Linked DNA regions of Mus musculus: regions 1 and 2 are each linked to region 3. Evidence: chromatin contacts called from public Hi-C data. All regions are on one chromosome and are shown on one strand. Each heading gives the region's core, a stretch centred on a gene start, on an enhancer-like site or on the middle of the called end of the contact. The rest is flanking DNA. Distances are from core to core; before and after follow the strand shown. Region 1 holds the start of Ss18l1 (SS18, nBAF chromatin remodeling complex subunit like 1). Region 2 holds the start of 4921531C22Rik (RIKEN cDNA 4921531C22 gene). Region 3 holds the start of Rtf2 (replication termination factor 2).

Region 1 (3,849 bases), core at 91-2,590, 7.6 Mb after region 3:
CTGGGATTCCAGGCATGTCACCAGGTGCAGTGCAGGGAGCCACCTCACTGGCCTCACAGGTTTTTCTTTTGTTAGACGGTTTCTCACTAGCTGTATCTCTTGGGTTTGGAGTGATGGCTCAGCGGCTGCTCTTCCACAGGACCCCAGGTTCAATTCCCAGCACCCATATGGCAACTCTAGTTCCAGGGAATCTGACACTCTCACACAGATATATACATATAGACAAACGGCCAAACGCACATAAAAATAACTTTTAAAATAATAAATTAATAATGCACACACACAACCACAAAGAGTCTTTATAGTTTTAGAAGTCTTTAGGGTCTCTAGATTTAGAAGCCCAGGCTGGCTTTGTACTTGTGAGATTTTTCGAGCCTCAACCTTCTAAATGCCAGGATTATACAGGCCTGCACTTCCAAGCCCTGTCATTCCAGAGTTCTTGGGTGGATTGGGTCACCAAAAGCTTTGGGGTTTTAGTTTCAAGGAGATAAAATACCTGGGAAATGTAAGCGTTTCAAGACTCGGAACCACGTGTGTTCCGGAAGATCCGGTGACTCGGGAAAAACAAAAACCAAAACTAAAACTGTCTCACTGCTGGCGCTTACAGGTGTGGGGAGTCCTTTTCCAAACAGTGCTAAGGACTGAACAAAACTGGGGCGCGGTGAGAAGGGCCCACCGGAACCAGAACACGGCGTCGGTGGCGCATGCGGACCCGGAAGCAGCCTGTCACCATCGCAGGGCCGACGAATCGCCCTTTGTTCACAACGCCCACCTGGGCCTAGCTCGCAGATCCCCAAGTCCCCGCCGGCGCCGGCTACAGCCAGCCTCCCGCCGCCCGCGCGCACCTGCGGCCTCCGCCGTCCGCGCCGCGCGCACAGCACCAAGATGGCCCCGGCCCAGCCCCGGGGATGCGCTCGCCTAGATGCTCCGCAGTGGGGAAGCCAGAAAAAATCGCCCGGCTCTCCGGGAAGCGCGGCGCGGTCCCCGCGACCTGGTGCCCTTCCTACGTCGTCACCATTCAGCTCCCGTCACCTCCTGGTCCACCCGCCGCCAGCAGATAGCGCGGCCCCCGCGCCCAGGTCTGCGTGCCCCGCTTCCTTTTGCACCCCGTCGCTCAGGCCCCGGGCCGGCTCACCGCGGTGGAGCCCTTTTTGACCGCCTCCTGCGCGTACTCCACTTGGAAGAGGTGGCCGTCGGGCGAGAAGACGGTGATGGCGCGGTCGTAGCTCATCACTGCGGACGCACTAGCTCGGGCCGCCGCCGCTCAAAAGCGCACACTCACCGTCAGCGCCCCGCCCTCCCGGGCCACGCTGCTGGCGTCTGGCGTCAGGGGGACGTGCGGCACGGCGGGGCGGGGCAGGGCGGGCGGAACCACCGAAGCTCAGCACAGGGGGCGGTGTACCGGCTACCGGCTGGACGAAGAGCGCAGGCCGGGTGCAGGGGGCCTCCGCGCGGTATCCTGACCTGGGAGGCAGTCGCGTAAGGCGTGGGGACGCGGGGGACTCGAGCGCGCATTGGCGACAGGCAGGCGGGCGAGCCCACGGCACCGCGCCCCCCGTGTCCCCGCCCCCGCTCTGCGGAGAATGGGCACCTCGGGCCGCGGGGCGCAGCCGGAGAATAAACCCCAATGATCACGGGCTGAGTCCGCGCCACCACCATGTCCGTGGCCTTCGCGTCGGCGCGGCCGAGAGGCAAAGGGGAGGTCACTCAGCAGACCATCCAGAAGGTGGGCATGGCCGAGGGGGTACAGAGTGCGGGTGGGCGCGGGGCACGAACAAAGCCGGGGCACAGCCCGCCGCACGGAGCCCTGACGGCGGCTCCCCGCGCCCCCAGGAAAGCCTGCGCCAACTTTGCTGGAGGCACTGGCAGCGGGGGCCCGGCGGCCGCAGGGGGTGGGGACCCCGGAGCGCGTTGCGCGTTCTTCTCCCAGAGCGCCCCAGGCAGCAGACGCAACAGAGCGAGACGCCAGGGCCCGCGGCCCCTCCAGCCGGGGCGGGGGCTTGTCGCGCTCTGCTGACAGCCGTGGTAGCGACGGTCGCGCGCCTTTGCGCGATGCTTGGCGAGTGGAGAAGGGGGAGCAGGCAGCCTGGAGGCGCGCCGCTGCGGCGAGCTGGCCGCTCTTGTGAGGTACTGCGGTGCCCTGCACAAAGGAACGCATCCAAAGTGTGCGTGCCATTTCCAGAGCCCGCACCGCTGTCCAGAGCTTGCTGCACGCGGCGGACTTGAGGCTAGCGCAGCCCCGCCCCCGCTCGGGCCACTGGGTATCCGCGAGCCTCGCCTTCTGCACCCTGGCTTCAGACACCGCAGGTTTGTCCTGCAGTCTCTCAGTTTCATCCTTTAGTTTGGGCCAGTTTCTCAGAGAAGGCGTTTGCGTGGGTGTGTGGACGTCTTTAACAAAAGGAAGCTTTAAGTTTTGGCTTGGACACTTTAGCTTCTTACTGTTTGCCTTCGCGGTTCCAGGCATCTTTCTTACGCGATGGCTTTTCCTAATTCTGGTTCCTTTTACAGAATTCTTGAATTCTTTTGAGCCAGTTAGTTCCCAAAGGAAATTGGCCTCTCTACTCCCTCAGAGGCTTGTGGGGATTTTCTTCGCTTGTCGCCTGTTTCCCAGATCACCCTTGCTATCCTCCTTAGGAACATAATGGTTATCACTGTTGGCAAGTCCTAGTTAGCAGGGGAGATTATTGGAGGAAAGCAGAAATGCAGGTTTTATAGATCTTGCCACATTTAACTTTTTGCAGAAGTGACTTAGTGAAGGAGGCTACAGAGGCTACGTGGTAAAGCTAATAGTAGCCCTTCCGTGTGGCTCCACAGGCTGCTGTCTGTGTGGCCATGAACTAGGAGCCTTGGTTGGTGGAGGGTGGAGTACTCCACACATTGGCAGTCCAGACAGTGCCCAGGCACTCTGGCTGCTGGATCTTAACAGTCACTCTTTCCAGTGCCACTTTTGGCTTCAACATTTTTAGTCAGTAGTCAAACGTGCTCATCAAAGATCCTCAGTTTCTCCAGGCAAAGGTGTATTGGAGGACTACGCCAAACATCAGATCACAAAGAGGAGATGTTGGCTGACCTCAGCTCAGGGCAGAAATTCAGCCTGTGCATCTTTGGAAGTGGGTCTTAAGTTTAGCCTGTCAAGGTCCTTAACCTGGTAGGGCTGGCAATTCACTTCCTGTCTCTGTGAATCCTTTACTGGGGAGTCTGAGAAGGCCTGAGGGGGGATGTGTCATGTACTTAAACCGTGCACTCTGACCTGGCCTGATGATGCGCCACTGCAGTTACATTCTGCAGCATATGTGGCAAGACGGTCTGAGAACAGCCTGAGCTACATGATAAGTTCAAAGGCAGCTCAAGATGTGTGTGTGTGTGCTAACCAGCCCATGATGAGACCACTGGGGAGAGCTAGGAGTTCCAGAGAAGGAGAAGGCCAGTGGGTGGTGAAAGCAAAGGAAATAACAGCGCGTTCTTGGAGGACGGATCCTACTCAACCGTCACAGCCCGCAATGTCCTCTCCTCAATCTTGTCTCGACAGTCACAAGGCCATTGTAGTACTTGGAGGTATTGCTGGTGGCATATGAGTTAGCATGTAATGAAGTGGCCTTTGCTGGTCCGTAGTCTTGCATGGTACACCCTATAAACTATAAAATCCATAGCACAGGTTCTGCCTAGGCGAATGTATTCGTGTCCCATAACTTCCCTGACTGGCCACAACCCAGGTGACATTAGACAACAGTTTTCATTCACTCACTCTGTCAAGGTGTGAAGAGTGGCTGGCTGCCTTCCTTCTCTCACGAAGTTCTGGGGGAGGCTACCTCATACCTTCCCAGCTTCTGGTGGCTCCCACAGCCTTTG
Region 2 (3,983 bases), core at 1,338-3,837, 7.5 Mb after region 3:
TAATGAACAAGGCATTTCAATTTCACACACAAAACACACACACACACAGCCACCCCACACACACACACACACCCTGCTCACTTCTCAGCAAACCCCAGATGTGTGGCAAGAGACATCTGCAGTTCCTAGGCCTTATGTCACACCCAGCGCCTCCTCAGAGCATGGCAGCCCCTGCAACCTCTCAAACACTTCTGGGTCCTATATCCCCATAGATAGGGCAGGTATCTCTGGACCTTTGATGAGCCTTCCCAATCCTCATTGACTTCCACAGCAAAACCCAATTCTAAAGATGCTGTAGGTCTTTCAACGTGACCCAAACCACTTTTAAGAAAACAGGAGAGGACACAGTAGCAGCATGTTTTCTAATTCTCTACTACTGCCACCGCGGCGGGCGGGCGGGCGGGCGGCGCTGCTACTACTGCTTGCACATGTCACCGTGTAATACCGGAGGAGCGCACAGGGCTTGCTCCGGCCCAGGGTTCTGTGGGAACACTCCTGCAGAGGACTCTCAAACAAAAGCAGGCTACAAGCGAGGAAAGGAGCCACTCGACAAACCCAAGGGACCCTTAGGAATTCGAGGACAACAGAGTCAGAACATGTGTGGAATCTGCAAGAGCCGAGACAGCTCCTGTGTCCCAGAATCCACATCACCATGATCTCCTGCATCCGCAGACCCCTACGCACTAAGTGTCCTACTGACCTCCAGGGATGGCAACAACAAAAAACACCCAGGGTCCACTTTCAGGCACTGATGACCACTAAACGCCTGCTCCCAGCATGGAGTCCCCAACCGGCTTCCCTGGCAACAGGAAAGCCCATGCCGCCTTCCACAGACTTCATTAGCATGCCCGTGAGTAGTCGGTTCGCCCTCTCTTGACCTCACCTGAGGAAGGAGAGAGAAGGGCCCCTCGGCTATACGGTGGTAGCCCAGAGCATCCGAATGGGACAGCAGAGTTCCCCGAGGGATCTGGGAGCTCCAGGACTGGGACGCCCTCAAAACTGGCAGGTCACCTGGGCAGGGGCCGCCCCTCGGCCTCTCGGGCCACCCGACTAGGGCACGGTCCCAGAATGCAGCCCAGAACTTCCTGGAACGCCAGGGCAGCCTGGTGCACCCGCCCTCGGCCTCCCGCCGCGCGCTGCCACTCACCTGGGGGCAGCTGGAAGTTCTGGATGTTGGTCGGGTTCTGCGGCGGCTGCGGCAGGCGCGGGGCCAGCACGGTGGGCGTCAGCGTGGCCCGGATAGCGCCGGTGGTGGCCGCCGGCGTCCGAGGCAGGCTGGGGGTCGCCGCGGCCGCACCCTTCGCCAGCCCCGCGGGGGTCCCGGGCGCAGGCCCCGGCAGCGCGCCCGGCATGGCGGGCCCGAGCAGCACACTGCCCGCCGCGCCCCCGCCCGCGACCCCCGCCGCCGCCGCCGCCGCCGCCGGCCCCGGCCCGGGCCCCGGTCCGGGCTTGGGCGCCTCGGCCTTGGCCCCCTGCGCGCCCGCGCCCGGCTGGCCCAACCCCGCGGCGCCCCCGGAGGCCGCGGCGGGGGCAGGAGCGGCCCCGTTCTGCGCGGCGGCGGCAGCGGCGGCGGCGGCGGCAGCGGCAGCGGGTGACACGGGGGGCGCGGGCGCGGCGGGGTGCCCGGGCGGCCGGGCTGGCGCGACAGGCGCTGGGGGCGCGGGCGGCGGGGGCGCGGCGGGCGCGGGCGCGGCGGGCGGCGAGGGCGCGGCGGGCGCGGGGGCCGCCTGGATGACAGAGCCGGCGGCGGGCGGCGGCGCGGGCCCGTTGTTGACCGGGCTGACAGCAGGTGCGGCGTGCGGCGCGGTGGGCGGCGCGGCGCTCCCATTCAAAGTTTGCGCGGCGCCGGGGCCGGGCGGGCCAGGCGGGCCGGGCTTGGAGGCGCCGGGGCCGGCGGGTGGGGCGGCGGCGGCGGGATCCGGCCCCGCGACGGCGGCGGCGGTGGCGGCGGCAGCGGCAGCGGCGGCGGGGCAGGGCCCCGCGCTGGCCTCGGGCAGCGGCCTCAGCTTGGCGGGCGCCGGCGCGGGCCCTGCGGGGACAAGCAAGCGGCGCGGTGAGCTGGAGCCCGGGCGCCGCGGGCCCCCACCCGCCGGCCGCGCTCTACCTGCGGGGGGCGGCTCCGGCGCCGCTGCGGGCGCGCCCTCGGCGGAGGCGGCCGGCCCTGCGCCCGCGGCTCCGGCCGGGCTGCCGCTCACAACATGGTTCCCGAGCGCGCCGGCGGCCGCGGCCCGCAGCTCGGGCGTGCGCGGCGCGAGGTGGTGGTGGTGGGCCGCGCTGGCCGCCAGCTGCGACTCGAGCGAGCCCACCAGATCGCTCACCACTTTCTCGTCCACCTCGCTGTTGAAGAAGACCTCGTCCAGCAGATCCGAGCCCGCCGCCATCTTTCCTCCTCGCCGCCGCCGCCGCCGCCGCTCGGCCGAGCGCGCCTGGGCAGGAGGAGGTTCCAGCGGGGCGGGGGGCGGTGCGCGGGGCGGGCGGGGGCGCGGCGCGCAGGGAGGGGGGAGGGGCGGCCCACTGCGCAGGCGCGCCGACACGCACCGCCCACGCCCGCGCCCCTGTGGCCTCCGATTGGCTGCGGCGGGCTCTTAAAAGACGCGGCCAATGGCTGCGAGCGCCAGAGGCCGGGGAGCAGGCTAGGCGCTGGGTGCTGGTCGGCTGTTGGAGCGCTGGTGGGAATGGCAGCGGGGCCGGGAGAGCGGCGGCTCTAGGCGCCGGGTGGGTCGCGGCAGCCGGCTGCGGGGTTCGCCCTTTGTCTGCACCCTTCCAAAATGGCTGCGGCCAGGGCGGGCGGTGACAGCTGCGCGGGCGCTCCCGGGGCCCCGGCGGTCAGAGAGGAGCAGGAGTCCTGGCACGAAGGCGCTTTCGGGGCGGAGAGGTGCGCAGAGGACGCCGCGGACACGACGGGTCAGCTCCCCTGACTTACAGCGGTTAGTACGAGGGCCGTGCACACCCCGGACGAAGCTGGACATCCGGAAGCTGATTTGTTCTTTATTTACTTTTCTCGTGGGGGAGGGGGGGGTTGGTTGTAAATCCTCTAAACTGATGCTTGCTGGCACTTTGTAGGAACATTTTCGTTACCATTTCTCCCCTTTCTTTCTGGGTGTTTTCTTAACCAAAAGGCCGTCTTATTGGACATCGCTATGGATTTCGTCTTTCCTTTTTTTTTTTTTTTTTTTTGAAAAGGCCGAAAACAAATTCCAGATGGCAAAGCTTGTTGGGGACCTCAACGCAACTGACCTTCCTAGAATCATCGTCACCTCTGAAGAGACTTGCCACGGTCTGCACAGATCCAGCACTGGGGAATGAGGAATTTGACACTGTAATTTTTTTTTTTTCCTTTCGTGCCTTGAAAGAGACTCTTCCCACCAGCTTTTACTACCCACACACACCCTCCATGCACTCGGAAGATGAAGGCAGGAGGAAAAGGAGTTCAACCTTTGTTATGCATTTAGTTGGAGGCCAGCCTGGGGGTCTTGTGGGGCCCTGTATCAAAAAGGTGAGGTGAGAACTATTCTCTCAAAAGCAGAGTATAAACTCTCAGCCTGTGTGCTGATCCTGTCCCAGCCTTTTAAACTAAATGAGTTATATAACTACTATACAAACCCCACCCTACCCCAGCTGTCCTCTAAGCAATAGTCTACCTAAGGAACTGTGCGCCTTGAAGCCAAAAAACAAAACAAACAAACAAACCCCACAGTGCCCTCACTTGCAAAGTGTGCTTGGGAATCCTTAAATAACAGAAATTTTGTTCTTGAACATCAGCCTCCAGATTTGGAAAGCCAGTAAAAAGAAAGAGACAATGAGGAAGCAGGTTGGGTGCTAGAAGCCAGTATAGGCTTGACACACACTAGAAGGAACAGAAATTCACAGTTGTAAATAAAACCCACGAGTCTTCTTTTGACACAGGAGAACACGTTCAGGGCCAAGAGCATCATCCTGAGTGAGTGGGACACTACTTAGTCACAGCCCCCAGCCACAAGTCA
Region 3 (3,979 bases), core at 796-3,295:
ATTAAATAACTACATTAAGCCAGGCATGGTGGTACATCCCTTAAACCCCAGGACTCAAGAGGTAGAGGCAGCCATATTTCCAAGAGTTCTAGGGCCAGCCTGGTCTACATAGTGAGTTCCAGGCCAGACATGGCTACATAGTAAGAGCGTGTCTCAAACAAAAACACCAGGGCTGTTAAAATAATGTAAGAGCTGAGGCTCTGCCTCACTGGATATTGTGTCCGCCTATTACACACAAAGCCTTGGGGGGCATAACTGGGTGTGGTGGTGCACAACTGTGATCCCAGCATTGAAGAGACTGAGGCAGGAGGATCAGAAGTTCAAGATCACCCTTGGCTACACAGGCACTTCCACCTTTCCGCAAACCACCACCACTGCCAGACTATGTTTCCCTAAGGACAGAATACCTGTGAGCCTTTGGGGTTCTCTGAACCTGCACACTCCTCTCACCCCTAAACCGGGGCAACACAACCATGGCAGGAAACTAAGAGAGCCAGTTCCTAATTTTGTACTTAATTTTTGTTTGTTTGTTTTGAGACAGGGTTTCTCTGTATAGCCCTGGCTGTCCTGGAACTCACTCTGTAGACCAGGCTGGCCTCAGACTCAGAAATCCGCCTGTCTCTGCCTCCCAAGTGCTGGGATTAAAGGCGTGCGCCACCACCACCTGGCTTTAACCTTTGATTGATCTCTGCATTTTGTGGCAAGTTGCATCCTTTGAGCTATGAAATTTCAGAAGCCACAAAATCAGATGCAGAACTACTGTTAAGACACCTACGTGTGACTCTCTCCCTTGAAAGAGCCATCGACAAGTTGAGGGTGTTTAGTGTCATAAAGCTGAAGGCACAGTAAGTCACTTCTTAGGCCTGCAACCACCTAGGATCCCAGGAGCATTGGAGTCCCAGAGGACACAGCACTCCCCTAAGTGAGGGTGAAAAGGCAGAAAAGATGGTCATCTGAGACTATCTGGTCACTTTAAGCAGTGTGGGCTTCAGAATGGCCACCTTGCAGGACTGGTGTAGACACAGAAATGAAGGAGGCCATACTTATCCCAGGACTGCTCACTTATGCATACCATTTGCCCCTGTTGTTCCTCTGGGCCTACAGCTCATGTTAGTACCCCAAAGGCAGACTAGGGGGTCACTGAACCCCTTATTTGTTCTCTTCCCAATATGATCACCCTCCCCTTTCTCTGTCTGCACTAATCTCTGTAGCTGGTACAATGGGATGAGTGGCTACTCTAAGCTTGTTGGAGACACTGTAGCCCTAGCTTCTGCCCAAAATACATCTGGATACAGGGTGGAGAGGCGCTCAGTGGCTAAGAATGCTTGCTGTTCTTTGAGTAAGCACAGGATGGATTCCCAGAACCCCAGCAGCTCACAACCATATCAACTCCAGTCCCAGGAAGATAGAACACCCTCTTCAGGCCTCGACAGGCATCTGCAGTTAGGTAGCGCACAAGCAGGCCCACCCACCACGTCTTTTTTTTTTTTTTTTTTTTAATTTTATGTATTTGAGTACACTGTAGCTGTCTTCAAACACACCAGAAGAGGGCATCAGATATCATTATAGATGGTTGTGAGCCACCATGTGGTTGCTGGGAATGGAACTCAGAACTTCTGAAGAGCAGTCAGTGATCTTAACCACTGAGCCATCCCTCTAGCACCCACAACGTCTTTTCTTTTCTAAGTCTGGATTTAAAATACATGAGAGGTAGCTGAGAAGACAGATTCCGGCCATCTCCTCCTTAGACTTACAGCACTACTGGTCTGCAAAAATGCCAGAGACGCAGACCTCGGGACAACCCCGACAAATGTTCTCCCGTCCTCCCTCAGGCCCAAGCTTACGGAACCACAGAGGAAAAAACAGGGACCGCCCACGACCGGAAGTGGACGCACTCCAAGGATGCTCCAGCACGTCGCCCTGAAACCACGCCCAACTCCCGGACAAGATTTTCAAGACAATTGGTGTGGACCAAGGCCTCGCGCGGCGACCCCGCCCCTTTCGCGGCGCGCTGGTTGTGTGCGTCATCAAGGAGCGCCGGAAGTAGGTAGGGTTTCGCCAGAGACCCCGGAAGCGACGGCTTCTCGTCTTTGCTAAGGCTTCTGGTTTTTGCTACGGTTTCTGATTTCGGCTTTGGGATGGGTTGCGACGGAGGCACCATCCCCAAGAGGCACGAGCTGGTGAAGGGGCCGAAGAAGGTCGAGAAGGTCAGTGGGGACTGCGGGCTGCGGGGCTCGGGATGAACGGTGGTCACAGCGCTTGTGGAGGGTTTACTGTTTGCAGGCACTGAACAGTACGGTTAGACTGGGATCCTCCCCACAGACGCTGTGTTGATTTGAAACATTAACGTTGAACGGGACGGAGACTGGAGAGCTAGTTAGTGGCCCAGCCAGGACTGGAACGTATCTGTAGCTAGCGACGATCACGGTGATAGATGCTATTTATGGACTTTGTGTGTTTTTGTGAAAGGCTCTCACAGTGTGGCCCTGGCTGGCTGGGACTCCCACCTCTGCCTGCTGAGCACTGGGATTAAAGGTGTTGGCCAACAGGCCTTGGTATTTGAATAATACTTTTTTTAAAAATGTTTTGTGTGTGAGTGTGGTATCCAAGGAGGCCAGAAGAAAGCATCGGACGCCCGGGAGCTAGAGCTACAGGTTTTTGTGAGCCATTAATCTTGGCTGTTAGAACCAAACGCGGATCCTTTGGAAGAGCAGTACACAGGCTTAACCACGGAGCCATCTCTCCAGCCTGAGCTTTGTGTATTAAAGTCTCCCCAAACCATTCCCCTTTGTGAAGTCACACCCTTCTTAAACTAATTATCAGCTCTTAGCACTCTGAATTGGTGGTTGAGCCCAGCTGATGGTCACGTGACTGCAAGCTCCTCCTGGTGAACTCTGTGCACTGTTTTTCTTCCAGAACTAGCACAGTTTCTGCCACAGTGAATATTTTTGAATAAATGCGTGGGCATTCTGTAAATCTTACAAGACATTGAGCAAAGTGTGTACTTAATGGATGGGAAATTGAATGCCGCAAAGTTAGTTAACACCACTGACGTGGCCTAGAGTCATGAACCACTGTCCCCATCCATTTATGTGCATTTCAAAGCTAGTGTTGATGATGACTGTTTAATAATAGAAGGCACAGAATGCCCCCGATACAGTTCCCAGCACGGGGAGAGAATGCCCCCGATACAGTTCCCAGCACGGGGAGGATCATGTTTCCTGATCCAACATTCAGAGAACTTTGGGATGGGAGGTGAATCCCATCCAGTGTTGTACTTAAGACACTGCATAACTTCCTGACACATCCCTAATAAACTCCATTGGGTCCTGTGTGAACAAACCTCTGCTTGTCTTTTTGCCCTCTCTTCTGCCCCTCTTTAGCTCTTTCACTCTGTTCTAGATACCATAGACCTTGCCCCAGCGTCCTGAACATTCCTCACTCATAGTGACATCATGACTTGGGGGGGAGGGGCCACTTGAAGCAAGGTCTTGCTGTGAGGTAGCCCAGGCTTGCCCCAGCCCCCGGAGTGCTGGTTACAGTGTGTGCTGCTTGGCTCTTTCCCCTCATTTGTCCACCCAGCCTTCACCACAGTCAGCTGCAGTCACTCTTTAGGCCCGCCCCCTCTGCTGCTTTCCTTTTTTTTTTTTTTTTTTTTTCTATGATCCCTGCCTCTGTGGTTATCGACTATGTATCTCTCTCTCCCATGTGCTCTGGGATCCTTGCATGTCTTAGCTCTGCAGTCTATAAGATGTTTCTGCACATTATAGACATCCACTGAGCATATGTTGAAAGTCTGAGGACAGAGTGCCCTCGGACCAGGCCAACATGTCACATTCAAGTGTGCATAAAGTATTCATCTTACTGTTGTTGTCTTGTGCCCAGGGCTGACATGGAGTAATGGAAGAGTTGGCAAAAAACAGCCAACCACACCCAAACAATTAAAAACAAACAACAAACAAAAAACCCTGATCTTAGA

Evidence for each region. Hi-C and Micro-C count contacts between places; a contact is called where the count stands out from the background.
Region 1: a contact with region 3 is called in a Hi-C map of B cells, with 6 read pairs. The contact joins the promoter of Ss18l1 here to the promoter of Rtf2 in region 3. A contact is called at or near these places in 2 of 39 promoter capture datasets (the C10 cell line and pre-B cells) and 1 of 484 Hi-C or Micro-C datasets (B cells).
Region 2: a Hi-C map of CD4 T cells shows a contact between it and region 3, with 9 times the contacts expected there. The contact joins the promoter of 4921531C22Rik here to the promoter of Rtf2 in region 3. A contact is called at or near these places in 2 of 484 Hi-C or Micro-C datasets (B cells and CD4 T cells).

The regions. Positions count from the first base shown.
Region 1 is chr2:180,041,143-180,044,991 of GRCm38.p6, forward strand. It overlaps Ss18l1 (SS18, nBAF chromatin remodeling complex subunit like 1), which reads left to right and starts at 1,341. Exons shown (of 11, transcript NM_178750.5): 1 at 1,341-1,726. The coding sequence starts at 1,658. Psma7 (proteasome subunit alpha 7) reads right to left here and starts at 1,322. Exons shown (of 7, transcript NM_011969.2): 1 at 1,136-1,322. The coding sequence starts at 1,231.
Region 2 is chr2:179,974,266-179,978,248 of GRCm38.p6, forward strand. It overlaps 4921531C22Rik (RIKEN cDNA 4921531C22 gene), which reads left to right and starts at 2,588. Exons shown (of 2, transcript NR_033782.1): 1 at 2,588-2,927; 2 at 3,184-3,983. It overlaps Taf4 (TATA-box binding protein associated factor 4), which reads right to left and starts at 2,381. Exons shown (of 15, transcript NM_001081092.1): 1 at 1,148-2,381. The coding sequence starts at 2,381.
Region 3 is chr2:172,438,533-172,442,511 of GRCm38.p6, forward strand. It overlaps Rtf2 (replication termination factor 2), which reads left to right and starts at 2,046. Exons shown (of 9, transcript NM_025542.2): 1 at 2,046-2,207. The coding sequence starts at 2,139.